Regions from separate parts of the Mus musculus genome. Here all the other regions are linked to region 4. Evidence: chromatin contacts called from public HiCAR-type, HiChIP or PLAC-seq and promoter capture Hi-C data. All regions are on one chromosome and are shown on one strand. Each heading gives the region's core, a stretch centred on a gene start, on an enhancer-like site or on the middle of the called end of the contact. The rest is flanking DNA. Distances are from core to core; before and after follow the strand shown.

What was found. Promoter capture Hi-C pulls out the DNA fragments that hold promoters and counts their contacts. HiCAR-type assays count read pairs that join an accessible place to other places. HiChIP or PLAC-seq counts read pairs in DNA pulled down with a chosen protein or histone mark.
Region 1: an Esrrb HiChIP or PLAC-seq map of embryonic stem cells shows a contact between it and region 4, with 6 times the contacts expected there. The contact joins the promoter of Frem3 here to the promoter of Hhip in region 4. A contact is called at or near these places in 1 of 39 promoter capture datasets (embryonic stem cells) and 1 of 115 datasets of contacts at active chromatin or transcription factors (embryonic stem cells).
Region 2: a promoter capture Hi-C map of frontonasal cranial neural crest shows a contact between it and region 4. The contact joins the promoter of Smarca5 here to the promoter of Hhip in region 4. A contact is called at or near these places in 2 of 39 promoter capture datasets (cranial neural crest and frontonasal cranial neural crest) and 3 of 115 datasets of contacts at active chromatin or transcription factors (astrocytes, embryonic stem cells and large pre-B cells).
Region 3: a contact with region 4 is called in a HiCAR-type map of astrocytes, with 2.5 times the contacts expected there. The contact joins the promoter of Gab1 here to the promoter of Hhip in region 4. A contact is called at or near these places in 1 of 39 promoter capture datasets (cranial neural crest), 1 of 484 Hi-C or Micro-C datasets (embryonic stem cells) and 1 of 115 datasets of contacts at active chromatin or transcription factors (astrocytes).

What each region holds. Positions count from the first base shown.
Region 1 is chr8:80,608,930-80,616,460 of GRCm38.p6, forward strand. Frem3 (Fras1 related extracellular matrix protein 3) reads left to right here and starts at 2,110. Exons shown (of 8, transcript NM_001167898.1): 1 at 2,110-7,305. The coding sequence starts at 2,151.
Region 2 is chr8:80,733,348-80,740,886 of GRCm38.p6, forward strand. Smarca5 (SWI/SNF related, matrix associated, actin dependent regulator of chromatin, subfamily a, member 5) reads right to left here and starts at 6,112. Exons shown (of 24, transcript NM_053124.2): 1 at 5,576-6,112; 2 at 3,342-3,416; 3 at 343-509. The coding sequence starts at 5,749.
Region 3 is chr8:80,875,810-80,883,359 of GRCm38.p6, forward strand. It overlaps Gab1 (growth factor receptor bound protein 2-associated protein 1), which reads right to left and starts at 4,670. Exons shown (of 10, transcript NM_021356.2): 1 at 3,723-4,670. The coding sequence starts at 3,794.
Region 4 is chr8:80,056,252-80,063,408 of GRCm38.p6, forward strand. It overlaps Hhip (Hedgehog-interacting protein), which reads right to left and starts at 1,757. Exons shown (of 13, transcript NM_020259.4): 1 at 986-1,757. The coding sequence starts at 1,264. RefSeq lists an enhancer at 1-225.

The DNA.
Region 1 (7,531 bases), core at 860-3,359, 550 kb after region 4:
TGGATATTAGCCCAGAAACTTAGGATACCCAAGATATAAGATACAACTTGCTAAACGCATGAAATTCAAGAAGAAGGAAGACCAAAGTGTGGACACTTTACCCCTTCCTAGAAATGGGAACAAAACACCCATGGAAGGAGCTACAGAGACAAAATTTGGAGCTGTGACGAAAAGATGCACCATCTAGTGATTGCCATATGCAGGGATCCATCCCATAATCAGCTTCCAAACGCTGACACCATTGCACACACTAGCAAAATTTTGCTGAAAGGACCCAGATATAGCTCTCTCTTGTGAGACTATGCCGGGGCCTAGTAAACACAGAAGTGGATGATCACAGTCAGCTATTGGATGGATCACACGGCCCCCAATGCAAGAGCTAGAGATATTACCCAAGGAGCTAAAGGGAACTGCAACCGTATAGGTGGAACAACAATATGAACTAACCAGTACCCCGGAACTCTTGTCTCTAGCTGCATATGCATCAAAAGATGGCCTAGTCGGCCATCACTGCAAAGAGAGACCCATTGGACTTGCCAACTTTAGATGCCCAGTACAGGGGAACGCCAGGGCCAAAAAGGGGGAGTGGGTGGGTAGGGGATTGGGGGTGGGGTGGATATGGGGGACCTTTGGGATAGCATTGAAAATGTAAACGAGAAAAATACCTAATTAAAAAAAATTTAAAAAAAAAACAGTGGTGTGGTCCTGGCTATGGCAGCAGCAGTGGCTGCTGCTGCTAAAGTAAATTAACCATCTGCAACACTGCAGAAAGATCGAAAGATTAATTTGTGGATATAACCCCCAGGTTTATATTATCCAATTGAAGCTTTTTTTTTTAACCAAGAGTTTTGCATGCATCTATTTTCAGTCACTAAAATGTCCCTGACATGAAAAAAAGGAATCAGGTGACATGGATTATCTTGAACAGTGACTGACCAGATTCTTCTAGTCCCTAAGAAATTAAGACAAGTCAAGACCTGGCACTCACGTCACTCACAGACAGGAAAGGCCATCATTTGAAAGCCTGGTTCCGAGCGTGCAATGGATTATCACAGAGATTTAGTTGTGGGGTTTTCTTGGGCACTGCTGCTCCTACCTCCTCTCCCCTGGCTAATGTATATTTTCCAACCAAGAAAGTAACAGGAAAGAAAAGAAACAGCTAATGTCTAGTGTTGATCAGGTATGGAAACTACATTCTAAGAAAGCCACAGGAAGCTGACCCCCCACACCCAATTGCTTTGTGTGAGACCCATTCACTGGGAACAGATTAAAAGCTCTTCAAGTTTGCCAGCCTGGAAATTGTTGCTTCCCCACTCTCCAAACCCTGAAGCTGCCCCTGCCCCGTCCCTGACACACACACACACACACACACACACACACACAGAGAGAGAGAGAGAGAGAGAGAGAGAGAGAGAGAGAGAGAGATCCTGTTCCCTCATCGCAAAAAAAAAAAAAAAAAAAAAAAAAAAAAGACCCTGCAAAGAAACTACCAGGGTTGCTGTGAACGTGCAGAATTGACAGACCTGGAATAAGCTGCTTCATCAGACAGACAGACAGACAGACAGACAGACAGACAGGAAATTCTTTTTTGCAAAAATCCCTCCCACCAGCTTTTTTTAATGTCCAACGTGAAACTCAATTTTGGCGAGAAAAAGCACTCCTGTCAGCGGTAAGAGAGACTGGCTCTGCACTCAATCAGAGACACTATTCCTCCTGGGTGAACAGACCATGCCAGCGGTGTCTCCCACGCACATAACTCACCCAGGCGCAGTCACTCTCACTTTCCCAGCCCCGAGGAACAATCCTCTTGTGGCTCCCAGAGAAAGGGGTATCCAAAGAAGACAGTGGGAGGCAGGCAACTCAAGGCTGTGACAAATCAAGGTAACTGGGCTAAAGACACTGGGAAGCGGCGGGGAGTGCCTGCATGCTCGCTATGTGTCGGTGTGCTGGGGCACATCTGGGGGGCCACTGACACCAGCTCAGGTGGAGACTTGGAATGCAAAAGACAGAGAGAGCTTGTCCGTTGCTGTTAGTTGCTGCAGCTCCTGGATCTGGCGGGATCCAAGCATCCCCGCCCTCCCGCAGAGTCTCTCTGCTTCCACTGGAGTGGGCATCCTCTAGATATATCAACTCCAGAATTCCATCGGACTATGGCTGGAGATTCTCTGAGCCTTCCTGGGATGTCCCTGCAGCTGCTAGTGACTCTCACCTGCCTGCTTCTGACTTGTGCACTGAGGGAAAGGGTACCCTTGAGTGAAAACGTGTCCCACTGTGAGCTTTACCTGCCTCCCTGGGGAGCGCTTAATGGTGGTAGTCACCAGAACCCTGGCATTCTGATCGCCAACTCCGGGTTCCAAGTGCCACAGGGCCGCTCGGTTTGGCTTAACCCACTGCGGGATCTAGTGATTCGAGTGCAGCGCGGGGATCAGTGCAAGGTGACAGTGCTGGACTTCCCGCGGCTCCAAGGCGCGCTCTCCCCGCACCAATTTCCCTGTGATTTCGGGGCCCAACAGGTTAAGTACACTCACTTCGGCTCGCCCAGCTCCACAAGAACCCGGATACAGCTGCAGGTGCGCTATGACGCAGGGAATTCCACGCTGGTGCTGCCCTTCACTCTGCAAGTGAATGTAGTCTTCCCCAAGCTTCAGTTGGTGGCGCGCAACAGGCCACTGAAAGTGTTTAAAGTGCTAGGCTGCAGCCATGCCATCGACAGGAGAGTGCTAAACTTTGCCTCCAGGAGCAGGTGCAGGCTCACCGTGCTTCCTCACCCTGGCGGACCACTCCCCAAGTATGGACTCTTGGTGGACACCGCTGGGAACCCTCTCTCCAGGGGCCATCTGGCCGACTGTGAGGCTTTTATCCAGGCTGGCGTACGCTACCAGCATACCACCACACCATCCTCACCCAGCAGGGACTATGTGCCCATGCTAGTGGAGCTGCTTGGACCAGAGTCACAAGGTACTAGGTCAGTGGAGGTGCTGGCCCAGGAGTACTTCCAAATTCAAGTCAGAATCCAGAAGCGAGCCAGGAGCACAGCACCAATACCTAGTCTCGCGGCTCTAATGATAGTGGAGGTTGAACAGTCCTTACTGACAGCCCTGACACCTGATGTGCTGGCTGCAGAAGACAGCGAGTCAGACCCTGACGACCTAGTCTTCAACATTCTCAATGTACCCGAGGCCCCACCTGGACACCATGGTGGACAGGGTTATGTGGTGAACACAGATGACCCCCTGGGCCTTCCAGTCTCTTTCTTTACCCAGAAAGAGCTTCGAGAGCTGAAAATAGCCTATCGACCCCCAACGGGGAGCTCAGAAGGGGACCACGTCTTTCAGCTCAAACTGCAGGTGGTGGATGAAGATGGTGACACCTCTGAGCCTTTTGCTTTCATGGTGGTGGTAAAGTCTATGAATGTGCTGGCTCCAATAGCTAGCTACAGAGGAGGACTTGTGGTGTTTGAAGGCCAGGCAAGGCCCTTGTCTGATGCCCTAAGCTTTCAGGTCAGTGATAAAGATAATTCCAAAGAAATAAAAATTGTTGCAGTCAGAGGTTTGCAACACGGGCAGCTGGTAGTGCATGGGGCACCTGCTGGGTGCAAGAATTTCACACTGGCAGACCTAAGTGCAGGGAGAGTGGTGTACCAGCATGATGGCAGTGACTCTTACAGTGACAACATCATCCTCAAGATGGAGGGTGAGCACCACCGGGTGGACTTCCTCTTCCCCATCACTATCGTGCCCGTGGATGATGCGGCACCAGTGCTCACCGCCAACATGGGACTCTCCGTGACTGAAGGGCAAGTGGTCCAGATATCCCCCTTTGTCTTATGTGCCACCGATATTGATTCTGAGGACTCAGCTATCCTCTTTGTGTTGGAAGACGAACACCTGGAAGGAAAAGAGGAAGAAACACATGAAGATCTGGCCCCTGGTTCCTACAGCTCAAGCCAGCACCCAGGCAACATGCTGCTGAGGCAGGCTGAGCCCCCTTCGTCCCTTCTGTACAGTGACTGGCACTATGTGGAAAAGGAGGGCCTTTATGAGACGGTAGTGACTGAGTGGCTGCAGAGAGACATAATGGAAGGGAGACTGTTCTTCTCCCATCCTGGACCACATAGCCCATCTCCAGTGGCTCATCTGGCCTTCCATGTGCAGGATGACCAGGACCCACCAAACCTCTCCAACCAGCACTTCTTCACCATCAGCATCCAGCCTGCAGATACGTCGCAGCCTCAGCTATCTCCAGAAACGACCCTAGAAATGACAGTGCAAGGATACCAGCTCACTCCCTTCCAGCAGAAGTACCTCCAGTACACTGACCAGAACTCAGATGAACAGAACCTGTGGTACACTCTACTGACGCGACCAACAGACGCTGACAGCAACCATCAAGTCCAGGCTGGAGAGATCGTGCTCACTGATTCACCAGGTAGACCCATCGTTCATTTTACCCAAACCCAGGTCAATCATCAAAAAATTGCTTATCGACCCCCACAGAGGAATCTTGGCATTGTACCTCGAGTTGTACAATTCACCTATAAGGTGGAAGACACTGCAGGCAACAGTGTGTCAGGTACATTCACAGTATTCCTGCAGCCTTTGAACAATCAGCCACCAAAAGTCATCAATAGAGGCTTCGCTGTCTTGGAGGGAGATAGCTTTATTCTTGGCAGAGGTGAACTTAATGTTTCAGACCCTGACACCAATGATGATCAAATTTTCTTCATTTTAGTTTGGGGTCCCCAGCATGGACACTTGCAGTACTTTAAAAAATATATGGTTCCAGGAGAATCATTTATGCTAGCTGATGTTATCAATGGGAGCATCTCTTATCAGAACAGCAGAGACCAGACTGACAGTGACGTCATCTACCTAGAGGTAAGTGATGGAGTGCACCATATACCCATCACTGTCCAGGTTTCTGTGCAGCCCACTGTGGCTGACAGAAGTCCTGGGATTTCTATCACAGGGACTCCAGTATTGGCTACTTCTCTAACTGTCCTTGAAAATGCAGCTTCTGAGATCACTATGGATGTTACTCATGGCAGAAAGAACACAAATGATTTGATGCTATCTTTCATTGTGGAGGACAAGCCTAAACTGGGCATGATTCTAGTGAATGGTTGGCCTGCAGAGCAAGTCACCCAAGAGGACCTCCTTGGTGGGGCAGTCAGCTATGTTCACACTAGTGGTGAAATTGGCTTCCAAAGGGTGCATGATACTTTCAGCTTCATCCTCTCCAAAGATGCTTATCACCGGGCCATGAGAGACAACATACTGGAGAGGGTACTGGTGGAAGTAACAGTACTGCCCGTGGATAACATGGCCCCCAAGGTCTTGGTAAGAAAGCCCTTCATCGTATATGAAGGTGGGAAGAACCTCTTGACCCCACAACATGTCAACATTGAAGATGTAGACACTTCCAAAGATGAAATCCTTTGCACTCTGACTGTACAGCCATCCTCTGGCTACCTGGAAAACTTGGCACCAGCTCCTGGTTCAGAAGTGTCACGGGCTGGCAACCCCATCAGTGCCTTCTTCGTCAAGGATGTTCGAGTGGGGTGCATCAATTATGTACAGAGTATCCACAAAGGAATAGAACCAGGAGCAGATCAATTCACCTTTTATTGCTCTGACGGCATCAACTTCTCCCCAAAGGTCCTCCTCCCTCTAACCATCTTGCCCACCAATGATGAGCAGCCTCAACTTTTCACCCGTGAGTTTGTGGTATTAGAGGGGATGAGCCGGGTCATAGACACCTCACTGGTCAATGGAGTAGATGCTGACTTCCCATCAGATAAGCTTCACTTCCGACTCACGGTCTTCCCCCAGCATGGACAAATCACACAGCAGCTGGCCACAGGCAGCAAGCCCATCCACAGCTTTACCTTGCAGGAGATCCAAGAGCCCTCCTCCATCGCCTATGAACATGATGACTCAGAGAGCACGGAGGACAGCTTTGAGGTCTGGCTGAGTGATGGCAGGCACACCACTCACACAACGGTGCCCATTGCTGTAATTTTGGTGGATGATGAGGTTCCTCAGTTGACCATCAATGACGGACTGGAAATAGAAACTGGACACTCTGAGATCATCACAAATCATATCCTCAAAGCCATAGATCTCGACTCTGATAACAAGAGTCTCAGTTTTGTTCTCCACTCTGAGCCTCAGCAGGGACTTCTGCAGCGGCTGAGAAAGCCAGGAGGAGATGCAAAGCACAACCTCACTGTGGGAATGAATTTCACCCAGGATGAAATAGACAGAGGCCTTATCCATTATATCCACACAGGCCAGGGAGAGGCTGTTGATCTCAAATTTGATGTGACTGATGGTGTTAACACTTTGAGAGATCGCTATTTCTATATCACCATTGACAACTCAAACAGTGCCGTCCCTGAGATAGTCAGCAAAAGAGTCACCTTGACAGAAGGTAACAGAATGACCCTCACCACCGAACTGCTTAACACCAGTGACATCCACAGCCCTGGTGAACAACTTCTCTACAGTATCACACGAGCTCCTAGCACAGGCCACTTGGAAAGCTCTGACCAGCCTGGGGAGCCCATGGCTTCTTTTACTCAGCTTCAACTGGCCAGAAACAAGATATCCTATGTTCATATTTCAAATGATAAAATAAAGTTGGACCACTTTGAGCTTAGAGTGACTGGAGGACACCACTCTGAGTCCAGAATCTTTAGAATATTTGTCACAGAGCAGGACAACAAGAAACCTACCTTGACTATCCAAGCACTAGCCCTGCAAAGAGGGGACAACATAGTGGTCACTCCTTCTCAGCTGACAGTGGAAGATGAGGACACTCCAGCTGATTTTATTCTTTTTACCATCACACAGATCCCCATCCATGGCAGGATTCTATATAATGGTAGCCGTCCTGTGACCACTTTCACCAAGAAGGACCTGACAAAGAGCCTGATTCTCTATTGTCACGATGGCAGTGAGACTAGCAAAGACAGTTTCTCCTTCACTGTGACTGATGGAATCCACACAGGCTTCTATGTCTTCCCAGACACTTCCCTGGAGACACACGTGCCTCAGACAGTGTGGATCCAGATAAGCCCCTTTGACGACAGGCTCCCACAGATGGGCATCAACAGGGGTGCCACAGCCTTGAAGCTCCTTCACACTGGACACTTGGGTTTCCTCATTACCAACGAGTATTTACAAGCAACACATCAGGGCGTTCCCCACAGACTCCTGACATATAAAGTGACCAGAGGACCGGAGCATGGCTACATCGTCAATGCTGGCCTTGGAAATGAGAACACCCACATGTTCACTCAAGGTCAGTCAGGTTTTTTTTCTACTGGTGCCTCTGTGGTCTATCTCCCTCAGTAGGTTAGGGCTCTCAGAGCTCTGTAAAATGGTTCTGACACTAATTTTGATTTAAAAAAGAAAGAAAGAAAAGAAATCATAGTATACTGTAAAATTACTCATTGAAAAAAAACTAGTCCTTTTCAACTATTCATTAGAAGAGCCACTTAACAGAAAACCAATGAACATTGTAATTA
Region 2 (7,539 bases), core at 4,862-7,361, 680 kb after region 4:
AAAACCAAAAAAAACTAATGCACCTATGTGTTTTGAAAGCTAAGAACATAGATACAAATTCAAGCCTGGATGACCTACTTACTTACTTCTATGCAATGATGAATAACACATTTAACTTCTGCATTTTAACCTAGAGATTAGCTTAACATCTTCATGTCATGTACAGCATGGCTGTTAACAATTCATAAAGCATACAATAGTATAAAAGTAAGTCACTGTGTCTATTTTTAGATATTTAAACATTGATCTGTGAAGCCACAGAAAATAAATTTAAAACCTTAAAAAAATAGAATTTAAAAAGCACATTTGGTTTAAACTATCAAATATTAAACTATTACTCACTCTCCAACTGAAAGCAAATTCTGTTTTTCATCCTTTTTTACCCGTGGGCGCCCTGGTTTCATCTTCAAGGGTGAGGTTGGAGTCTTCTGAGCAGCAGGCTGAATGAAATGTGCGAACAGCTCTGTCTGCTTTAATAAATACTCAAATCTATTTGCTCGGTCAGTTTGCTGCAAAATTTAAGACACATTTTATCAAACTTTAAGAATCAATTTCAACATGTCTGCATGACAAACTCAAGAATCAAGTAAACTCCTGAAACATGCTACTTGGGTGACTCTCCAAAGCATAGCCAAGACAAGCATAGATTTGAATAGAAATGAAAACATTTAGTTCTAGTTAGTGATGGGGTAATGGGCTAAGGGCAAGAAGGATTTACTGCAAAGGGGCACAACAGAAAATATTCTATAGCATGCTTACAGTAATACTTAAATGAATTCATATAATTATTTCCAAAACTAAAATTATATGGGCATTATTGTTTAATAAGTTGGCAGTCTGTGAGCCACCTGCATGCATGAAGAGGTCGGAAGAAGTTTTCATATTCCTTGGAACTAGAGTTTCAGAGAGTTGTGAGCTGCCATGTGGGTGCTGGGAATTGAACCTGGGTCTTCTGGAAGAACAACAAGTGCTCTTAACCACTGAGCTATTTCTCCAGCACCTATTAAAATCTTTATAATTTACATTTTGCTAGCATATATATTATGCTAATTCTGTACATATGCCATAATATTGAGAGTTTGAAGCTTTTTAACATATTTTTAAGTATTCTCTAATATTTGAAGGAGAAGTAAAACCAAATTAAAAAAAATATATATATATATATTTTAAAAGTTCTACCCTAGCCAGGGATGTTGGCACATTCCTTTACTCCCAGCACTGAGAACTGGTAGAACTGAGTTCAAGGCCAGCCTAGTCTACATAGTAAGACCCTGTCTTATAAACAAACAAAAAAACAGTCTAAATGTTCTTGAGTTTAAACATATATATATAAGGCACTCAGAACAGGGTCATAATAAGCATTCACTGTTGGCTGTTATTATCAAAAACTGAATTTAAACATAAAGTTCTTTTTAGGTACTAAGTTGAGCAAAGTACATGATGTAAACTGGCTCTGTAAAAAGAGTAAAATATCAAGCTTCCTTTTTATAAAGTAAGGCTCTATTCAAGAAGCTGATACTGTAGCTCAACAGTAAACACATGCACAAGGTTTGCTCCTCAGCACAAGAAAAACACAAACCCATTCACAATGTAAGAATGCTGAGTCCAGGGCTGGAGAGATGGCTCGTTGGTTAAGAGCACTGACTGCTCTTCCGGAAGTCCTGAGTTCAATTCCCAGCAACCACATGGTGGCTCACAACAATCTATAATGGGATCTGATGCCCTCTTCTGGTGTGTCTGAAGACAGTGACAGTGTATTCACATATATGAAGGAAGGAAGGAAGGAAGGAAGGAAGGAAGGAGGGAGGGAGGGAGGGAGGGAGGGAGGGAGGGAGAGAGAGAGAGAGAGAGAGAGAGAGAGAGAGAGAGAGAGAGAGAGAGAGAGAAAGCGGAGACCAAATTGCATTAATTAGTCATTGAACATAGTGAAGAACAAAACTAGACATACAGACAACAATTTGCTGAAATTTTTTACAATCATTTTCAATGCTCTCTTTAAAGGTATTTTTTAATGCAAGTGAGTAATTATATCATACTATGTAGCCTTCCTAAAATACTTGTCTGGTTTATGTAGGCAAACAATATCCCATGTTATACATATTTCAATTAGATATCTATGTTCTACTTATAAAAATTAAACACAAAATTACAGTAAACTGAGCTCCACAGAGCAAGTGAGAGCCAGACACTGGGTGACTCTGTGTCTCACAATGGAAAACCAACTAACCCTGGGCAAGCAAAGGAGACCCAAAGAAGCTAAAAGGCAAATGTCTTCTATATGCATTCTTTGTGCAAACTTTCCAGAAGAGCACAAGAAGCAGCACCCGGATGCTTCTATCAGCTCCTCAGGTTCCCTAAGTGCTCAGAGAGGCAGAAGACCATGTCTGCTGCTAAAGAAAAGGGGAAATTTGAAGACATGGCAAAGTTTGACATAAAAACCCACATCACCCACACACAAAGGGGAGACCAAATTGAAGTTCAAGGACACCAAAGCACCCGAGGCCTCCTGCCATTCTGTTCTGAGTATTGTCCAAAAACCAAAGGAGGACATCCTGGTTGGTCCTCTGTTGCAAAGAAACTGGGAGAGATGTGGAACAACACTGCTGCAGGTGATAAGCAGCCCTGTGACAAGGAGCCTACCAACCTGAAGGAGAAATACGAAAAGGATAGTGCGGCTTACAGAACTAAAGGAAAACCTGATGTGGCCAAAAAAGGGGGGCGGGGAGGGTTAGTAAAGGCTGAAATGAGCAAGAAAAAGGAGGAAGCTGAAGCAGAGGATGAAAGGATGAGGAAGAGGAAGGTGGTTCTCAAAGGTTTTTTTCCTTGTCTATAAAACATTTAACCCCCCCCACACACACAAATACAACTAACTCCATTTAAAGAAAAAAAATTGAAATGTAAGGCTGTGTCAGATTTGTTTCTAACAGCACAGTGTCTTTCCTTTGCACAGTTAACACACTACAGAATGTATCTTTAGATAGCCCTGTCCTGTAATATTTTCAATAGCCACTAGCTTTGCCTGGTACAGTCTAGGGATTGTAAAGTGGCATGGAAATTTAAAACAGGTTCTTGTTGATGTACAGCACAAATTAGTTATATATGTGGAGGGGCAATATTTTGGGTTTTTTTCAGTTTTGTTTTTGTTTTATCTTCAGTTGTCTCTGATGAAGCTTATACAAAGATAATTGTTCTGTCTGAATACCACTCTATAACTGCAAAAAAACAAAAAACAGCTGTTCTGTTGACATTCTGACTGCTTCTAAGTAAATACATAAGTTTAGTAGATTTAATTATCTTAACAAAGAAGTTCATTATAAAGTATTCACATGTCTAGAACATACCATTTTTTCTTCATATGTAGGATCTGGTTCTTGGATTTCTTTTTGCTTTCCAGGTGATCCATGATCAAATACTTCCTGGTAGGAAAGGAAAATCATCAAATTGTTTAAGGATTGTCAACTATCATTATACTCATTTCTTTAAAAAAAATTGTAAATAATATTCTTGCTCCAAGGCCCGTCCCAAGATATTTAATGGCTATCAGATAACCTGACATGAAACCTGATATGGATGAAATAAAATACTATGGGGATAATCACTTTTCCCAATTATAAACTATATAACTTTTGGGGTAAAAATATCATTTACACCCTAAGGCAAAATTACTTTCTATACAAGCCATATGGACAAATCTATATTTTTTCAATAAAATTATAAATACAAATTAAGTAACTTGAATGTGAACAAAGTTCTCTTTGTATCATAAAATTCCATCTACCTACTGTGCTATTTTATAGAAATGTATACAAGAAAGGAAGCATTAGCTAGTCCCTAATTTACACTTCCTAGAACATTACCCAAAAAAATAATTCAATGTCTTTTTTTCCAACTGTAAAACGTATCTAAGGTCATCAAATACATTAGGCAAGTGTACTCAACTCAAAACTAATTCTGACTCTAAATTCACTTAAGACGATGAAAAGCAGTCTGATGATAATTATTTTAAGGACAATAAAATAGCCAGGAGCATTTAAACCCTAATAAAATACTTTAATTTTTGAGTTGCTATTTTTCAATTAAAACTTAAATATAAACACAAATGTGAAAACACAAAATAAGTGGTATTTTCATTAATCAGATGAGTAAACTGAGTCTTCTCAGTATAGGAATATCAACAGTTTCTATTTTTTTCTCAATCTTATTCTTCACGCATTTTCTTTTCTGTTTATGTCAGTTACTGCTTGTTTGTTTTGTTTTTTCGAGACAGGGCTTCTCTGTGTAGCCTTGGCTGTCCTGGAACTCGATCTGTAGACCAGGCTGGACTCGGAACTCCGAAATCTGTCTGCCTCTGCCTCCCAAGTGCTGGGATTAAAAGGCCTAAGCCACCAGTGTCACTGGTGTCCAGATTCTTTTATTTCATGGAATAGAAATCTAAGAATCCAAGTAAAACAGCACTAAAAACTCAAAAGGCCACTTAAAACCTTAAAGGGGGGGGGGGGCATCAAGTACATTTTTAAATTGAAACTGCATTCACTTCAAATTGGTGCATTACACTAACACCTACCTTCCCCACTAAAAGTTGTTTCAAAGATTAACGTTATTTCACCCAAGCTGCCTCATAAAAGTAATGCAGACTGCACCATCATTTCCTTATAGTGTAAATCCTGCACTAAAGTTCACTTTTATAGTATTGCTTCCAATCTGAGGATTAAAACTCCCAGGAGTCTTCCTTCAGACTGGAACTACAGAATACCTCAAAACAAGGCCAAGGCCAAGAATAAAAATTGGAAGCAGTAACTTTGTTCCCAGGCAACTCAATGCCTGGGAGCATGTCCAAAGAGACCTGCCTGGCAGCTCCCCCATTTTCCACTCTCTCCCCGCTTCCTCCAGTATTGTCACCATCATCTGGCCCACTGGAGCCCCAAGAAGGTGGTTCAACAGCGAATCCTCCGAATGGCTTCAAAAGGAAGCAATGCGCAGAGCTAGAAGCCCATCATCCTTCCCCGAGGCTCCCATTCATTCAGTTCTCCATGCATACACCCGTAATTGGATGGGGATCCAGGACAGGTGCTGCGGCTGTCACGCTCGTTCCCCTCCCGGTGGAGCAGGGCCCGGGAGGGGCTTCCCCTCGTTGCACACAAGCAGCTGCGCCCCGCTTATCCCCACTGCGCACTCGGCCCTCCAGCTCTCGCCATTGTCTCTGCCCAGAACAGACAGATGCCGCCCCCGCCAGCACGGGGATGAGGCACTGGAGGCGCAAGTCCCCAGCTGCGACGCTGGGAAACGTCGCCCCTCGCCCCGGGAATCCCACTCCGGAGGGGCATCTCCCTCGCCTTCCTCAAAGTTTAGTGCAAACTAAAACCTAAATCGGGAGAAATTGAGCGAGTTCTGGGGGAGCCTGGCAATGGAGGAAACGGGTCCCCTCGGCCCCAGTAATCAGGAACATGTGTTTCGTAAGAGCGATCCGCGGTCGGGCTAGGCTAGCTACACCGAGGGGAAAAGGTAAAGGTGAAGAGCAGGAGACGCGCCGGCCGAGCATCCACCTCCCTCCCTCCCCGCGCACGGCCGCGCTCACCTCCATCTCGGTGTCCGCGGGGCCCGAGCCCGCAGCACACGGAGCCGCGGGCGCCGCGCCGCCCTCGGGGCCGCCTTTGTTGCCGCTGCTGCTCCCGCCGGCGCCCGCCGCCGAGGGCTTGGAAGGCGCGCTCTCGGGAGGCGGGGGCGGCGGAGGCTCCACCGCGGACGACATGTTCCGGCTGCGTCACCCGCCGCGGCCACGGGCAGGCGCGGCGCCGAGGGAAGCGGCTTGGGCCTGCGCGACACGGGCGTCCGGGCCGCCGGAGGAGTGAGACCTGCCCGGAAGCTCTCACGCGCGAGGGCTCCGCCACCGACCCGAGCCGGCCCAGCCGCGCCGCTCGCCTCGCCGTCCTCTTCCGCGGGACTCTGCTCCACAGGCGTTTACCTCACGGCGGGAATCACGTCGACGGGAGTGGGCGGGGCCAGCGGGGTCACGGAGGTCAGGGAAGGCGGGCTGACTCTGAGGAGGCGGAGGGCCGAGGGAAAGGGAAAGGAAAACGGAAGGTTCTCAGAGGCCTCCCGGCGCCTTCTCCTCTCCGGGAGTGGATTCTCTTCTCCAGCCAACCAGGACAGCTACCTACGCCACCCGCTCTCAACCCTCGCGAGATCGCTCGTTCCCCCTTAGAAGGCCGGCTCGCGAGGGCGCGTGCGCATGCTCCTCCTTGGCCCCGCCTCCTCCAGGCCTCTAGCGGGCTGTGGAGCCGAGTGGGCGGGGCCTCGAGGAAGCGCGTCGGCGGTGCTTTGCGCCTCCGCTCCTCCGAGTGACGCGAGCTGGGTCTTCGGCGCTCCCGTAACGGCTCGGCTCGCTGTCTTCCGCCGCGCTAGGGCTCCCTCTTGGGAACGGCGCGACTGTTAGGCAAGGAGCAAAGGCCTGGGCTGGCCTTCGTCGTCCTGCCGCCTTCGCTCACGGGCGTGACGTTAAGTGACGTTGGACGCCTGAGAAGAAAAATCACCTCAGAATTAAAAAGTCTGCGTGTTCGCTCCGTCAGTCGGCTTCGTTTAGAGAGTTCGGCGTTTGTCAAGTTCAAGTTAAGACAGAAGACGCGCTGCCCTGTTAGAATGGCAGCAGATAAAGGCAGACAAATGATGGCGAGTTTTCGCATGAAACAAATACACATTTGTCTCAAGAAGTGTTTACCAGGCGTGGTGGCGCACACCTTTAATCCCAGCACTACAGAGGCAGAGACAGGCGGATCTCTTGAGTTGAGGCCAGCCTGGTCTACAGAGCGAGTTCCAGGACAGCCAGGGCTACACCGAGGAAACAAGTGTTCGTTATTCGTGTTGCTTCTTTATCCTGCCTTAGGCTGTCATGGAGGCTACTGAATCCTACGGAATATAAACACTGTTCCATTCATCCCCCACCTACTCCCAGGCACAAAAGATCTTTATCTTAATTAATCCCATTATTTAGTCCCCACCTATGTTGAATAAAAAGTCTTTTCCAGAGTTACTTTCAAACTTCTTGGAATAGATAATATTCATATATAATTTCAAATGTTTTAACCAGTCGAATAATCGTTAACTAAAATGGAGAACCTGAAAACGCTCTCGTTTAACATACTGTAGCTCATTTGGTGAGTTGTTGGGGAGCATACATGAAATCCTGGGCTTGAGTCCTAGCACTATTTAATCTGGATGCCGTGACTCGTACCCCAAATCCCAGCACTTAGAGAAGTGTAGGCACGGTCATCCTTGGCTACTAGGCCAGCCTAGACTAAAAGACACTAAAAGTGTCTCCAAAAACTAATAGATATAAGGAGCTGGAAGAGATGGTTCAAAGGTTAAGAGCACTGGTTCAATTCCCAGCACCCGTATGTCAGCTCATAACTGTTAAGTCTAGTTCCAGGGGATTCAACCCCCTCACATATATGCATAATTAAAAATATTTTGCCGGCGGGGAGTGAGACTGGGTTATTCTCTATAGCCCTGGCTGTCCTGGAACTCACTGTTTAGACCAGGCTG
Region 3 (7,550 bases), core at 3,420-5,919, 820 kb after region 4:
CCCTACTTCTGTCAACCACAGTTGGATACTCACGCAGGACCCACGTGGGGGAAGGAAAGAACAAACTCTGGAGCACAAGTTGTCCGCTGACCTCCATAGCACACACTCACTCTCATGTACACACATAAGAAACATGCACACATGAAAGGAAAGGAAAGGAAAGGAGAGGAGAGGAGAGGAGAGGAGAGGAGAGGAGAGGAGAGGAGAGGAGAGGAGAGGAGAGGAGAGGAGAGGAGAGGAGAGGAGAGGAGAGGAGAGGAGAGGAGAGGAGAGGAGAAGACATTTAAAAATATTGATTTAAAAATATTGCCAGGCAAGGTGGCACATGTCTTTTATCCCAGCACTTGGCAGGCAGAAGCAGACAAATCTCTGTGAGTTTCAGGCCAGCCATGACTACACAGTGAGAGCCTATCAGAAAAAAAAGAAGGAAGGGAGGGAGGGAGGGAGGGAGGGAGGGAGGGAGGGAGGGAGGGAGGGAGGGAGGGAGGGAGAGAAGAGAGAGAGAGAGAGAGAGAGAGAGAGAGAGAGAGAGAGAGAGAGAGAGAGAAGCCCTGTCAAGGGTGTGAAAACAGCTCAATTGCAGAACATTTGGAATTATGTGTGAGGCCTTGGGCTCAAGGCCTTGGGCTCTACTCCCACAGGCACACACATAAAAATTTGAAAAATAAAAACCATTATCAGCCGGGTGTGGTGGCGCACGCCTTTAATTCCAGCACTCGGAAGGCAGAGGCAGGCGGATTTCTGAGTTCGAGGCTAGCCTGGTCTACAAAGTGAGTTCCAGAACAGCCAGGGCTTTACAGAGAAACCCTGTCTCGAAAAACTAAAACAAAAACAAACAAAAAAAATTATCAATCATTCTTTGGCCTACTTTGCAGGATTCCTTTCACCAAAAAGAAAAAAAAGAAAAAAGGAAAAGAATAGAAAAATACACATAGCCATCCTACGTAGCCATCCCTTTAACAAAATCAAACTGGATGGATGCCCAAGTCAAAGGTTCAACATCCCGAGGATGTCAAATCTGAGGACTAAACCTGACAAATAAGTGTCACTTAGCAGACCTCAGTCATCCTCTTGGCTGTCACCTGTCTATTACCATCCTGGGCCATCCTCACCTACTCCACTAAACTGTAAAGAAACACTAGTCAGCTGGAGACATGGCTCACGTGATAAAATGCTTTCCACAGAAGCCCAAGAAACTCAGCCCAACCCCAGCTCCTTTGTAACAAGCCAAGCATGCTGCTGCAGTTTATAACCCCAACACTGGTGACGCAGAGACAGGAGGATGCCTGATCTCACTAACCAGCCCACAGCCGACTCTAATCCATAAGCCCCAGATCCCAGTGAGACCCTTTGAGCAAAGCAAGGTGGGTAGCTCCACTGGAATGACATGCCTGAGGCTGACCTCTGGCCACCACAAACGCACATGTGCATACATGCCTATGTGCATACCCACACACAAACACACACACACACACACACACACACACACACACACACACACACACACACAAACCACTAGTTTTCTACCAAGCAAGAAAACCCTTGGCTTCCCCCACCTCCTGCTTACTGAAACACAATTTAGGGACTGAGTTTTCTCCTGAAGGCATTTATAAAAACACCACCACTCAATGTAGACATGCAGATAAAAGCCACTTTGCATTCTGGCTGACTTTCTCTGCATTTACTTTAAGACTTTGTTGTTCCCCAAACTTTAAAAACTACTTAGGAGCAAAGGTTGGAGCACTGTGTATCCGATTGGTTCTTCTTCCTTGAGTTCTCAGCTAATTCACAGAAAGTCTAGACTGAAAAGACCTTAGACTTAATCTGAGCTTCACGTTTCGCAGACCCCCCTGAATTCAATCACTCTTCCCTGATTCAGAAGCTAACAGGTTTGGCATGATTGGGACTTTTGTGGGAGAACATTGCTGTGGTCATATAATGATACATATAAGTAAACATAATCATATTATTATTAATATCTTTATAAATAATCAGCTGTATTTGGTTTTTGTGCTTGTGTTTTCTATTTTTGAGACACGGTCCTGGCTAGCCTGGAATCTGCTATGGAGACCAGTTTGTCCACGGAGCCTCCCATTTCTGCCTCTGGAGTGCTGGGTGGTATTGGGCATATAATACCACCATATCTGTCCCTTATTAGTTGTCATTTTCCTTCCCTGCAAGGCTTTTCTCCTTACCTTGTGGCTGGTGCCTAGTACAGAACTCAGTATGTCTGGCAGGCCATAAGTAATGAAAGAATGCACCGGACTGCATGATCAGCAAATATATTGTACTTTAGTTTCCTCAAGAATCCTAAAACCGTCTTTCCTAAATAGTGCCTTACCTCTATCTCCTCACCCCTCATCGCCTCACCACAATCGTCTCTTTAGAACTAATTCTGAAGATGTCACTGCCACTCTCAAATTTCTGGAATCAAGTTGCCATCTTTACCAAGAAATCCAAGCAAACTGTGACAGATGGAGAGACATCTTTGGGGAACCTCTGACAATTTGTCAAATCACATCTTTCAATGAAATTACTTGGCTGTATTAAATTATACCAGAAGGTGAGCCCGAAACTCGCTGGTGAGCTCCGTGAAAATAAATATTGCCTGGTTTCACACAAGCAAGCGAGTAGTCCGATGATTCTTGGTGTAGACGCCCCTCCACCAGAAACAGGTTTCATCAAAACAGGTAGTAAACTCTAATTAAGTGGGTACACGTTTTGCTTTTGGGAAACACATTTCACCCTAAAAATACTTGTTTCAAATGCCGGTACAAAGTGTCATTTCTTTACTGACAGGGTACATCGCAAAATTAGCCAATCTGAAGGAAGACTTAGGACCCTAGATTCCCGATGAGGATATAGTTCCACTCAAGTATTATAGGCTCCTTCAAGATACAGTTTTCCTAACCGTGAACACAGTCATCTCACAATCAGCATCTTGAATCAATTACGCAAATACCAGTTAAGCCGTTCTGGTGCCCGGGAAAAGAAACGCCAGCATCAAGAAATCCCTGTTGGCTTCAGCTGTCCCCTCCTGCGGGGCTTGACAGCGCTTCTAAGGCGCCCAAACACCAGCCACCAGGCTCCCCCCAGCGCCCTCCTGCCGAATCAAACCGCCAGGGTTCTCAGGCCAAAATCCAGTGTCCTCAAAGCAAAACCATGAAAATGCTAAGCAGACGGCAGGGTTCATAAGAACTTTTTTCCCCTTTCCCTTGAGCGAATATTTTGAGAAGTTTGCCTATATTATCCACTTCTTGCGTCCACAGTTCACTTCCCTCCACCTCCTGGAGGCGCAAAGGAGAGCGGGCGCGGACCCAATCGAGAACCCATGAGTACTTACTACCTCCGCGGTTTCTCGGGGAGGGGAGATTTAACAGCTCCATGAGAATCTGATACAGATAATAAAAGAAGGCTCTTTCTCCCTGTTTCACTCCACCCTTGCTAAATGGAAATAACAACAACCAAAGTATGCAGCCAGTTTTGAGCTGGAAAACTGGGCTTCTCTAACAGGCAACGAGGCCTACAAGGGAGGCAGTCTGCAATATGGAGGGAGAAAGTTTGGCCGCCGAGTGGACGTCAGGGTGGGAGTGGACCGCACCCGGTCCGGAGCCCGCCGGCCGAGAGACGGATCGAGGAAAAGGAGGGCGGGATTCGTGGAAGAGCCAACCGGGCGCGCAGGCTGCTGCAGCGGGGCAGACGGTGACCTGACCTGTACTTACATAACGCTTCAACTTCTTCTCCGGGGGCGACTTGCGGAGCCATCCCGAGCAAACCACTTCGCCGCCGCTCATGGTGCACGCCGTGAGGACTCGAGGACCAGACACCAAAGGGGTCGGTGGACACAGTGGACGCGCTCCGTGCACGGCGGGCACGGCAGTCAAACGCAGCCCAGAGGACGTCTCAGATTCCCCCGACGGGGCGGCCCGGCTCCCCGCGCCCTGTGTCGGCGATCGAACCTCTCCCGCAGATTCGCGGACTGAAGAGGAACTCGATCGGGAACCGCGGGGACCAGGGCTCGCCGACCTTCTTTCAGTGCGCCCTCCTGGCCGCCAGGCGCGCCGTCCCGCCGCCTAGGCAGCGGTCGGGCTCCGCTGGGACTCTGTCCGGACAGGGAGCCCAGAACTGGAAGCCCTGCGCTCCGCCCCTTGGAAACGGGACCTCCCGCGGGTGCTCCCCGCTGCGGACCCCACGCTGCACGCGCACACACAATGCCCGCGCGCGGTGTCCGCTCCGCTCCGCTCCGCCCGTTGGCGCATTCACACTGAGAGGGGCTCGATCTTCTCTTTCCCTCTGCTCGGAAAAGGGCGCCTGGGAAGGCGTGCGGCGTCCGGGTGGCAGCCGGCACAGGGGCAGGTCCTGATCAGCCTAGGGAGTTCGCGGACCAGCAGCGAGGGTCAGGGCGTCGCCGGGCGTCGGGGAGGTCGCGGGTCCGCGGTGGGAGGGTGGGTCTGCGCTCCAGCCTCGGATGAGGGCGGGGATCAGCACAGGGACGAGGCGCAGGGCGGCTCTGCTTCGGGGAGGGACCCCTCTGTCCTGTCCCCTGCGCTCCTCCCCCACCCCGGGGGCGCGCGGCGGGTTCGGGGAGGCGCGGCCTGGGCCCCGGCCCTCCTCCTCCTAGCCTTTCTGCCTCCCCTTCCCACGATCGGTCGCCTCTAGCTTCAGCCCAGACTTTCTCTGAAACTCCTCCGGAGCGCTTCCAGCCAAAACAACAAGGGCTGGGGAGGCGGGGCCGGCGCTGGGAGGGAGCGAGATGGCAGAGGCACCCTGGGATCTGTAGTCAGCAGGCGCGCTGGGGTCCTCGCCGCCCCGCCGCCCCGGGCCCGCGCGCTATGGAAGGCGGCGGTCTCCGGGAACGCAGCGCCACCCCAGTGTGAGAGCGGGAGTGCCGGGCACTCTCGCCAGCTCCGACTGAGTTTGCCATCTTGACAACCCCCAGGGTCAGGAGTTTGTACTCGGCTGTGCCTTCGCGATCCAGAGTTTTCGGAAGGATTTCCCTACTTGACAGTCTGAAAAAATAACCCAGCCAGGAGGAGAACTCACTCAAGCGGGTCCTGGCTGCTCGAGAGACTGAAGGACTGCGTCTCCCGGACCAGGAGCGCGCTAGGACCCTCACTGTGCACCCAGAGACCAAGGGGGTGGGGGACCTCCTGGGTGCCTAGGGCCTGACCCAGGAGCTGTTCTACCGAGTGATGCTACCGCTTAGCCTCCACAAAGCGTTCAGCTGCGTGTATCTCTAAGACAGGATAAAGTCTCACACTGCTTCCACTCATGGGCTGTTTCTTCCAGTTGGCGTTGTGTTTGTTTAAAACCTGCGCTAGGATGTTGGACAGGAAAAGAAATCATTCTGGGTACCCTAATTCTATTTGCCTTTTTGTGTGTTTTACAGTTATTATATCTGGGCTGAGTTTGACACAGTCTTGTAACAGACTCTTCTTTACGGGTGTGTTTGAAACAAAGCCTTGGAACAAATTTTAGAAGGCAATATAATCAGACAAAAATTTTAAAGAGTTGGGCATGGTGATGCATGTCTTTAATTCCAGCGCTTGGGAGGCCGAGGCAGGCAGATTTCTGTGAGTTTAAGGCCAGTTTTGTCCACAAAGTGAGTTCTAAGGCGACCAGGACTACATAAAGAGGCCCTGTCTCAAAAAGGGAGTTTGTGTGAAAATACAAATAGATAAACAAGCATTTCTGAGAAGCATGAGTTTGGGGCTCTCCTAATAAATGTGTGTTCTGAGTCTGAAACCTTGGGGGTCGTAAAGAGGAAAAGGTGCTGGGAGCCCTGCCTGGCAGAACCCCTGTAATCCCAGGCCTGCCAAGGTAGGTAGGGGAGGGGGAGGGAAAGAAAGACTAGAGAGAGACATGGAGGCAGGAGTGAAGAAATTAAAGAAAGAAAAGAAAAGTAGATGCTAAGTTAATAATAAGACAAAAGCCCTTGCATATAAGAAGAGACAGTGCCCTTTGTTTTTGCCATAAAGTGCTTTTGAAATGGAAAAGTGTAATCTATCTTGTATTATTTAACTTTTGGAATTTCAAATAGAGCTTTTTTCCCAAATAAGTTTCACTTATTCCATTTCTATATACAAAAATCTACACCTGCAGTTAGAAACTTACACCTGCAACCCCAGCACTTGGGAAACTGAGGCAGGAGGATTATTGTGAGTTCTAGGTCAGCCTAAGCTTGATAGAGTATAAGAACCAATCTCCAAAAAAGAAGATGAATTTAAAGTGTTGCATTAAGACCTGGCAAATGGCTCTGGGTGAAGAACACTGGCTGCTCTTGCAGAGAATCTGGATTTTACTCTTAAACCTCTATGGTCCCAGAAGGTCAGCTATCCTTTTCCAGTCTCCATAGGTATCAGGCATGCACATGGATCACAGGCATACATGTAAGCAAAACACACATACACACATACACATAAAATGAATAATTTTTAAAAGTATTGCCTAAGATTTATGCTTGAGCCCATGAGATATGCCTCCACATATTGCACAAGCAGCAAAAGGAGACTGAGTGACACACCAGGCATAGCTTGAACATAGGAAATTTCAAAGCCCTCCCGCTCCAAACACGCACATACTTCCTCCAACAAGGCCACGCCTCCTAATAGTGCCACTCCTTATGGACTAAGCATTCAAACACATGAGTCTATGGGGACTATACATATTCAAACCACCACACATTATTATATAAAAAATTATATATTATATTTAAATTATACCACTTTCACATCATGTATTGAATCATATTTATGTATGTGCATTATAAGATTTGCAGTGTGATGGCGCATGCTTCTGATGTTAGCATGTAGATGGCTGAGGCAGTGTGAGAACCTCTCCAAAAAAAATAAATGAATAAATAAGTAAATAATTGGCATTCTGGGAAATGCTATTATATATAAATGGGCTGAGTTTTATTCCACAGCAAATGTTTACAGAATGTCTGATACTGGAATACCATAGTGAGGAAGGGTAGACACGTTCTCTCCTCCTCTATCTTGGAAAGAAAAAAATATTACAGGTAATTAACCTCCAAATGTCTATAATTTAGTTGATACATTTTATGGAAGAAAAATATATAAATATTTAGGCATATGTTGGAGAATTCACCCTTCAAGAGGGGAGGGGGAGTAGGTTGAGATTGACTCCTTTGAGCTAAAGACTTCACACAGAACTCTCAGGACCCATAGGTGCAGCATACAGCTTGGAGAAGCCACAGACAATGTAGATCCACAGGTGCTGGGGCTGCTAGGAGCTAGAAAAGAACTGGATACATTCGGCAACAAAGAGAGTGAGCACAGCATTAACCCTGGGTGAGAACCCCGAGGCAGCCAGAGAGGAACGCAGGTGCCTGCTTGGAGGGTGTTTTGTTTTGTCTTGAGACTTGTTCTTATGAATCCTCTGCTAGCCTTATCTTGGATGGCCTTGCGCTTTTGATCCTCCAGCCTTTGCCTCATTGGAGCTGGGATCACTAGGGAGCACCACCAAGCCCAATTTGAGAATCTTTCTGAATTTAGACCTCTTCCTTAAAGCATATGGCCCTAGCATCA
Region 4 (7,157 bases), core at 507-3,006:
TAAAAATTAGATTCAGCTTGGGCATTTTTTTTTTTTTTTTTTTTTTTTTAGTGCCTGGGCCAGCAAGAGTGGAGCACAAGTTTTCCAAGTGTCTCTCAGACCTTGACAACTGCAGGCTTGTAACAGGAATTCTTAATTAAACCTAAAATGGGCAAAGAGAGGGGAAGCAGAGACACCTGATTGTTTATCTCCCCGTGCAGTGATTGTTAATGACAGGATCCCACAGACAGCACACAGCACAGCATCCCATGTAAAAATAAATCTGATGCAGAATCAAGACCAGTGACCTCTTGCACTCGGGGCAGATACTTCTTGGATAAGCTAATCATGCATGGGAAGTTCATATGTCATCACTCAGAAATATAAGTTTCCAGACAAGATCCTCCTAGACTACGGAGTACCAGTGAAAACCTGGATCCACGATACAAGAAGGACAAACCACCGAGTAAGAAGGTCCAGCAAAATCTCCCAAGTTCTTCAGTACCAGGAGTTCCCTTCTCCTGACTTAACACATTGTCATGCACGCTAGACCCTTCAGATTGGGTTTAGGATCATAAACCAACAGTGCCCGGAGAGCCTTTATAATTCAATCTGCTCGCTAGTTAGAGCACGTGGAGAAAACTGAACAAATCTTTTTTGCCCCCAGAAAAGTAAACCGGAAACCACAGCCACCCTAATTTACAGTTTCACCTCACCAAGTGCTCCATTTGATCCAAAATACAGCTAATCTCGATTCTTTTGAAATATTTGCTCAGACCAGGACGCGGGTACCACAAAAAGTCTCTCTCTATAGATAGGCAAGTTTGACCAGCATCCCCACAACCGACTCCAGAGCAGGAAGAGCTATCTATCTGCACACTGCTGAGAACACACACCCAAAACACTTAATCACCTTAGAAAAGTTATCACAACTACTTAGGTTTGGACTCTCTTGCAGTTATCAGCATCTCAGCAAGCTACACGTACGAGGCAGGGGACTGCCTACCTTGTTCTCCAGACGCCCCAATCCAGGGCTGTCACTCTGCAGGCAGCAAGATACTCGTGGGTAGAAGCCACCACACAGGATCTCTCCTCCACTGAGCAGCTCCAGCTGGGACATCACCCGCCTGTCCCTTCTCTTTAGGCGCTTTGGGGGGTTCCCATTCAGGCACCGTCTCCTTCTCGCTCCGCTCCCCTCGTTCCTTTCCCCAAACTTCGCATCTCCTTCAAAGAAGCCCAGAGCCACGGCCAGCAGTAGCAGCTTAAACGAGAGCATCTTCAGCATCGTCTGCCCGGAGCAGCAAGGGCAGGACGCGGGAGGATGGGGTGGGGGAAAGGCCACTGCCCAGCAGGGGCACTAGGGCGCAGCTCCAGGAGAGTGCTGCGGGGCGGCGGGACGCTCTTGGGGGCAGAGGGAGGTGGCTGGGAAAGAAAGATGTAGAGCTATGCAACTTTGCCTTAGGGCAGTAGGAGCAGCAAGATAAAGTGCAGATGACACTTGTCCGCAGCCTTGCCAGCGTCTGTTGGGTTAGGGGCTTTCCACAGCGGTTGGGAAGTGGGAGGAGAAGGAGTTGGAAGAAGAGGAGGAAGGAGAGGAGAAGAGAGTCATAGAACTTCGCTTGTCCGCTGAATGGGAGTTGTTTAGGTGAGACAGTAGCAGGAACCGAAAGGGCGGCGGTGGTGGCAGCGGGCCGGGCGGAGGCAGGGTTGGCGCTGGGCTCCCGAGGATGCTGAGGTCTCCTCTGCCGGCGGCTGCAGCTTCTCACACAGCCTCTCATGTTTCGCTCCCTCTTTTCTTCTTCTTTTTAACTAGCGCGCGGGGAGGTGCTGCCACCGCGCGCCCCTTGACGTCACCGCCGCTCGCGCGCCCCCGCCTGGGATGGGGGAGAGAGGAGGGGGCGGCCCAGGAGCTAGCGCTCGCCGGGGCCCAGGGTGGCCTCCGGCTGCGACGGGGCGGGGACGGAGGAGCCGGGGGGGGGGGGGGGCCGGGGGGGGGGGACACGGACGAGGGAGCCCTCCGAGCCAGCCTCTGGGGCTCGGAACCTGGAACGCAACGGTGCCGGGGTGGGGGTGGCCTGGCCATTGATGCCCAGCCTGGGAGGAAAGTACGTTGCTGCCACTCAAGAAGATGGGGCTGATGCTCCCAGATGGTGTGAGTAAAGGGGGACAAGGAGAGGTGAGAAGGGAGGAATCTTTGCCTGGCTTTGCCCACCAGGTCTGGTTCCCTCAGCCCAGGGAGGGATGGACTCAGTCAGTGGGCTGGAGCTGGCGTCTGGGAGCTTGTCGGTGCCTTTCCCTCTCTGGCAGGCATAGACAAATGCTGCTGGTCTTCAGTGATCCTGGAGATTAAGAGAGGAGAAAGAACCCAGATGCTGCAAGTTTCTGTGTAGGCTGAGGTGGTTTGGAGACTTTTGCAAAGGGCCACCCACAGGTCCTCACTGAAGTTCTTGGAGGTACTGCAGTGGGCACAGAGACACATGTGCTTAGAAGGGTTGGGTATCCCAGAGAGGGCTGAATCTGAGTCCTTCTCCAGGCTTATGCAAGATGGCCTAAAGGGACCACCTGTACACCCAGACTAAGTCGTCTGGAAGACACCTGTAGATATCTCAAACTGGCTGTACTGTGTGCATTTATAAAGTACATGTTACGCACACACCCCTGGGCACAAACTTTCTGGTGTGCAAATATAGAAGAGGAAGAATTTAATCTCCTATGTAAAGTATAGAAATACAAGCACCACATAACTCTATAAGTACAAATAAATTTCCCTTTTCCCTAACTGGACAAGTTCTGCTTAGAGCATTTCTAGAAAGATGTCCATATTATTAAGAGCTATGATTTCACGTTTACTGGAGCCCCGTGGCATTGGGACAAACCTCCCAGGAGCTGCACACGGAATGTGAAATGTGCTTTTTTTTTTTTTTTTTTTTTCTATTTGGGAACTTCATAGGGAAGCTGATTTCCTTGTAGATGGCTTCTGATGAGGGGATAAGGCTGTTTTTCCCATTTTGGCAATAGAGGAATGTTCACCATATTTGGAAACAGATTTCATGAAGCCCCAGTGAAAGTTGGTGGAGGATGAAGCTGGTAACTGATGGCGTTTCAAGTGCTATCAGAGGCTGGGTGAGCCTCGTCCCTGGATGCTGGATTACATTTTATGTGTGAAGTTAGGAGTTTCTAAAGCAAAAGAAGTGTCCTGTTAGAATAAACCTAAAGCCTGCAGAGACATTTGGCCTAGCCCCCAGCTTAAGCAAATGCCCGCCCCCCCCCCCCACCCCCACGACTGCCCTGCATCACTGTGGACCTGTTACTGGGAAAACTACTCTGGTTTCCGTGGCTAACATTCATTCTGCCTACAAGTCTTTGGATATCAAATACATCACACTAAGGATTTTAAGACTTTGAAAAGTCTCACTTTTGAAGCTCTTGATATGAGTTCTATCAAAAACAAGCTTCTGGCATAATTCCATGTAATTCAGATCCCAGAACACGTCTACATGGGTTTAAGGTTTTTAATTCCTAAATTCTATCTTAATGTCTTTTCCTAGAATGAAAATCCTTCTAAAATATGTCAGGTGTTCAAGCTTCCACTCCTAAGTGATAAATTCATGTTAATACTGTTGGGTCAGGGACTCTGTGCTGAACACTTCCAGGTTAAGCCCACTTGACGTAAATTAATACTGGGTTTTAGAAACTTATGATTCTGTTATAAGGTATGATCCTAAATGTCAAGGGGCAGAACACTTATAAATGATCTAAAGGAGACAAAGTTATTTCCTTCTTTTCTTCTTAGGACAAAGTCTTTGGTATCTAAGACTGACCTTTAAGAATGACCTTGAACTAGTGATGCTCCTACATCCACATACTTAGTGTCAGGATGGTAAACAAAGACCATTATGCCTGCTTGAGGCAGTGCTCAGATAAGATCCCAGGGCTTCAGGAGAGGCTACTCTGATATACTCATGGACAGGTACCTAGTCCATTCGTCATCAGAGAGCCTGTCTCAGGCTGTTGATAGGAGCAGATGCAGAGACCCACAACCAAACATCAGGCAGAAAGCAAGCCCAGGTTAGAAATCTCCTTTGGTTCCCTTCCTTTTCAGCTTGAGAGTTCAGGGAATCCCAGGGAACCCAGAGGAGGAGGGGAGGAGGAATTGTGGGAGCCAGAAGGGTTAAGGGCACCAGGAGAGTATGGCCTGAGGAATCAACTAAGGAGGGCTCATGAAAGCTTGCAGAGACGGAAGCAGCAATCATGGAGCCTGCAAAAGTCTGAACTAGGTCTTCTACGTATGGTTGTTGGCTTAGTCTTTTGGGGGGACTCGTGACCATGGGGATGAGACTCAGGGTGTCTCTGACTCTTTTCTCTTCTCTTGGTACCTTTTCCTCCTACTGCATTGCTTCACTTAGCCTGGTTGTGAGTGTTTATGCCTGGTCTTTTTGTATCTGTGTCATGTTCAATTGATGTCCCTGGGAGACCTATTCTTTTCTGGGGGAAGACAGAAGTGGGGAGTGGAGAGTGGAGGGGGTGGGACTGGAGGAGAGAGAAAGGGACACTGGAAGGAGTTGAGGGAGAGGAAGCTGCAGTCAGGATGTATTGTATGAGCGAAGAAAAAAATTTAAAGAGCATCCCAGGGCTTCATGTTTGCAAAGCAACCACCATAGCAACTGAGCTACATCACTTCCCTTGTTCTATCTTGACACGTGCAACTGGAAATGATCTGTGTACAATTCATCACGAAAGGCAAGTAATTCTGTCCCCTACAGGACACTACGCTTATTTCTTGTGTCACTGATAGAATTTCTAAGTAGGCACTGACTCCTGTTTCACAAGTGAACTAACTTCTGATTTTTTTTTTCCTCAGAAGACAAATTAGGAACTTAACCCACAGCAGATGAATCAATTTCTTAGGAATCGAGGATCAACACTGGAGTATTTCTTCAGAAAGCTTCCTTGGAGGTGGCAACAAGGGAGCAGAGCCATTTGCACACCTGGACAAAGTCAGAAGGGTCATTTTCAGTCATTATACCTCGTTTAAGAAGCAATTCACATACAGCAACTATTTTCATCCATGCATTCTTGGTAACCATAAGAAACTTTATCACGTGTGAATAAGCTGTAAGTAGCAGATCCAGGAACACTATTGTTCTCTTTTTGAGTCTAATTCAGTCATAGGTAACTGTGACCGACTTTCAATAAACATTACCTATTAGCCATCTTACTTGAGTTGATTGTTTCTGAATGTTTCTAATGAGTTAAAAAAAATCTTTTTATTGTAAGCAGTAGGACAAACATCAGAGTGTACACCCATCGTGAAGAATTTTAGACCTTGTCATTTCAAATCAATCTCTATTCAAACTACACTGCAGTGTGACTCCACAGAGAGAGAGAGAGAGAGAGTGAGAGAGAGAGAGAGAGAGAGAGAGAGAGAGACCATCTAACAATTATAGACTGGTTATAGCTCAGGGATAGCAATTGGCACAACGGCCAGGTAGCTGGCTGGATTTATTTCTTGTTAGTCAAACTTCTGTGCTGAAGTTAGTACCTGGACCAGCAAGATGCCTTTGTAGATAAAGGCACTGCCCCAAGCGTAATCATTTGAATTTGATCCCTGAATGGCAGAAAGAGAAAACCAACTCCCACAATTTGTCCTCTGATACTCACATGTACGGTGACATTCAGTAGCACACATGCAAGTGCACCCCCCCCCCCATATTTAAATCAGTAGCTGTGTGGCAAATTCAGCTCTGGGCACTGCAGACACAACTGTTTAAAACTCTTGTGGAACTTCCTCTAATAGGGCAAGAGACCATCTAGATATAGATTGTACCAGATGTCCATGAGTGTCAGAGAGAAACGAGATGATGGGGAAGGTCACAGGCCTTGGAAGGAACAGCGATTTTGAAGATTAGAGCGGCGAGCCACATTCACGCAAAGCATAAGGAAGAGGAGAGTAAATTGGATGAAGTGGACAAGCTTGGTGTGTCCAAGGATTAGCAAAGAGGCTCTGCCCTCCACAGTGGACACGAGTAAGTGACAGAAAAGGACAAGAACTGTGACATCATGAAGAATCCAGGTCCCAGACTGTATAGGATCTTGGAGGTTTCTCCCCTTAGTGAGATGCCTCTCCCATGGTAGGCAAGCATAGTGTGCCTTGCTCCAGCCAACTGTCTTTTCCAAAATAAACTTCTGGCTATTTTGATAGAGTGAATTAAAAATACAAAACGGAGTAAAATGAATATTAGAGAACTGGAAAAGCAGAAAGGAACAAGTGTAGAAAGAGTCTCAGGTACACTGTGTGGAAGCATCCATGTCAATAAAAAGTGGATGGCCTATCAGCAAAGGCAGCAAAGGTTGGAGCTTTGGAGGAAAGCTAGCAACTCTGGGAGTTAGCCAGAGGCAGGAAGATTTGCCTCCCGGACTCTGAGGCCACAGATGCATGAAACTGAGGAGAGGTAACCAGCCATGTGTCACACATGGAATTGAATAAACGGGTTATATAGGTTATGAGCTCATCAGGGAACAAGCCAAAGCGTATGGCCTAGGCATTTATTCATAAATAATTAAGTCTCAGAATCATTGTTTGGTAACTGACATGTGGATGGAAACGCCCATGTTTATGGACTCAATCGTTAGTGATGAGGAGGCAAAGGGGAGCTTGGAAGGTCGGAGACAGACCCTGCCTACTAGTCAGTGCCGACCCCTCCAAGGTGGGGAAATAGATTATGGGGAGGCTGGCAGAGGGCTGAAGACTAGCCTTTTAACCCTGACCAGAAAGAAAAATGCCTTCCTTAAGGTTGCCATAACTAACCCTACCACCTAGGATCTTAATAAACAGAAATTTACTGTCTCATAGATCTGGGGTTAGGGACCCCTTATTGATGACCAGGATCGGCTCCTTCTAACTGGCTGGACTTCTTTCTTAGCTTCTGGTAACTATACTGTGATCACAGCCAAAGATATATGGACAGCATATATTGACCTGATGAGTATTAAAAAAAAAGAGGGCACAAAGTTGGGTGAGTAGGGAACAAAGTGAATGTGGGAGCAGTTGGGGGAGGGGATGGGTATGATCAAAACACATTGCCTTGGACTCTCAGAGAGCTGATAACATAAGATGCAGTCACAAAGTGCGTGATGAAAACAAGACCAGGACACTCAGAGGCAGAGACTGCCCTGTC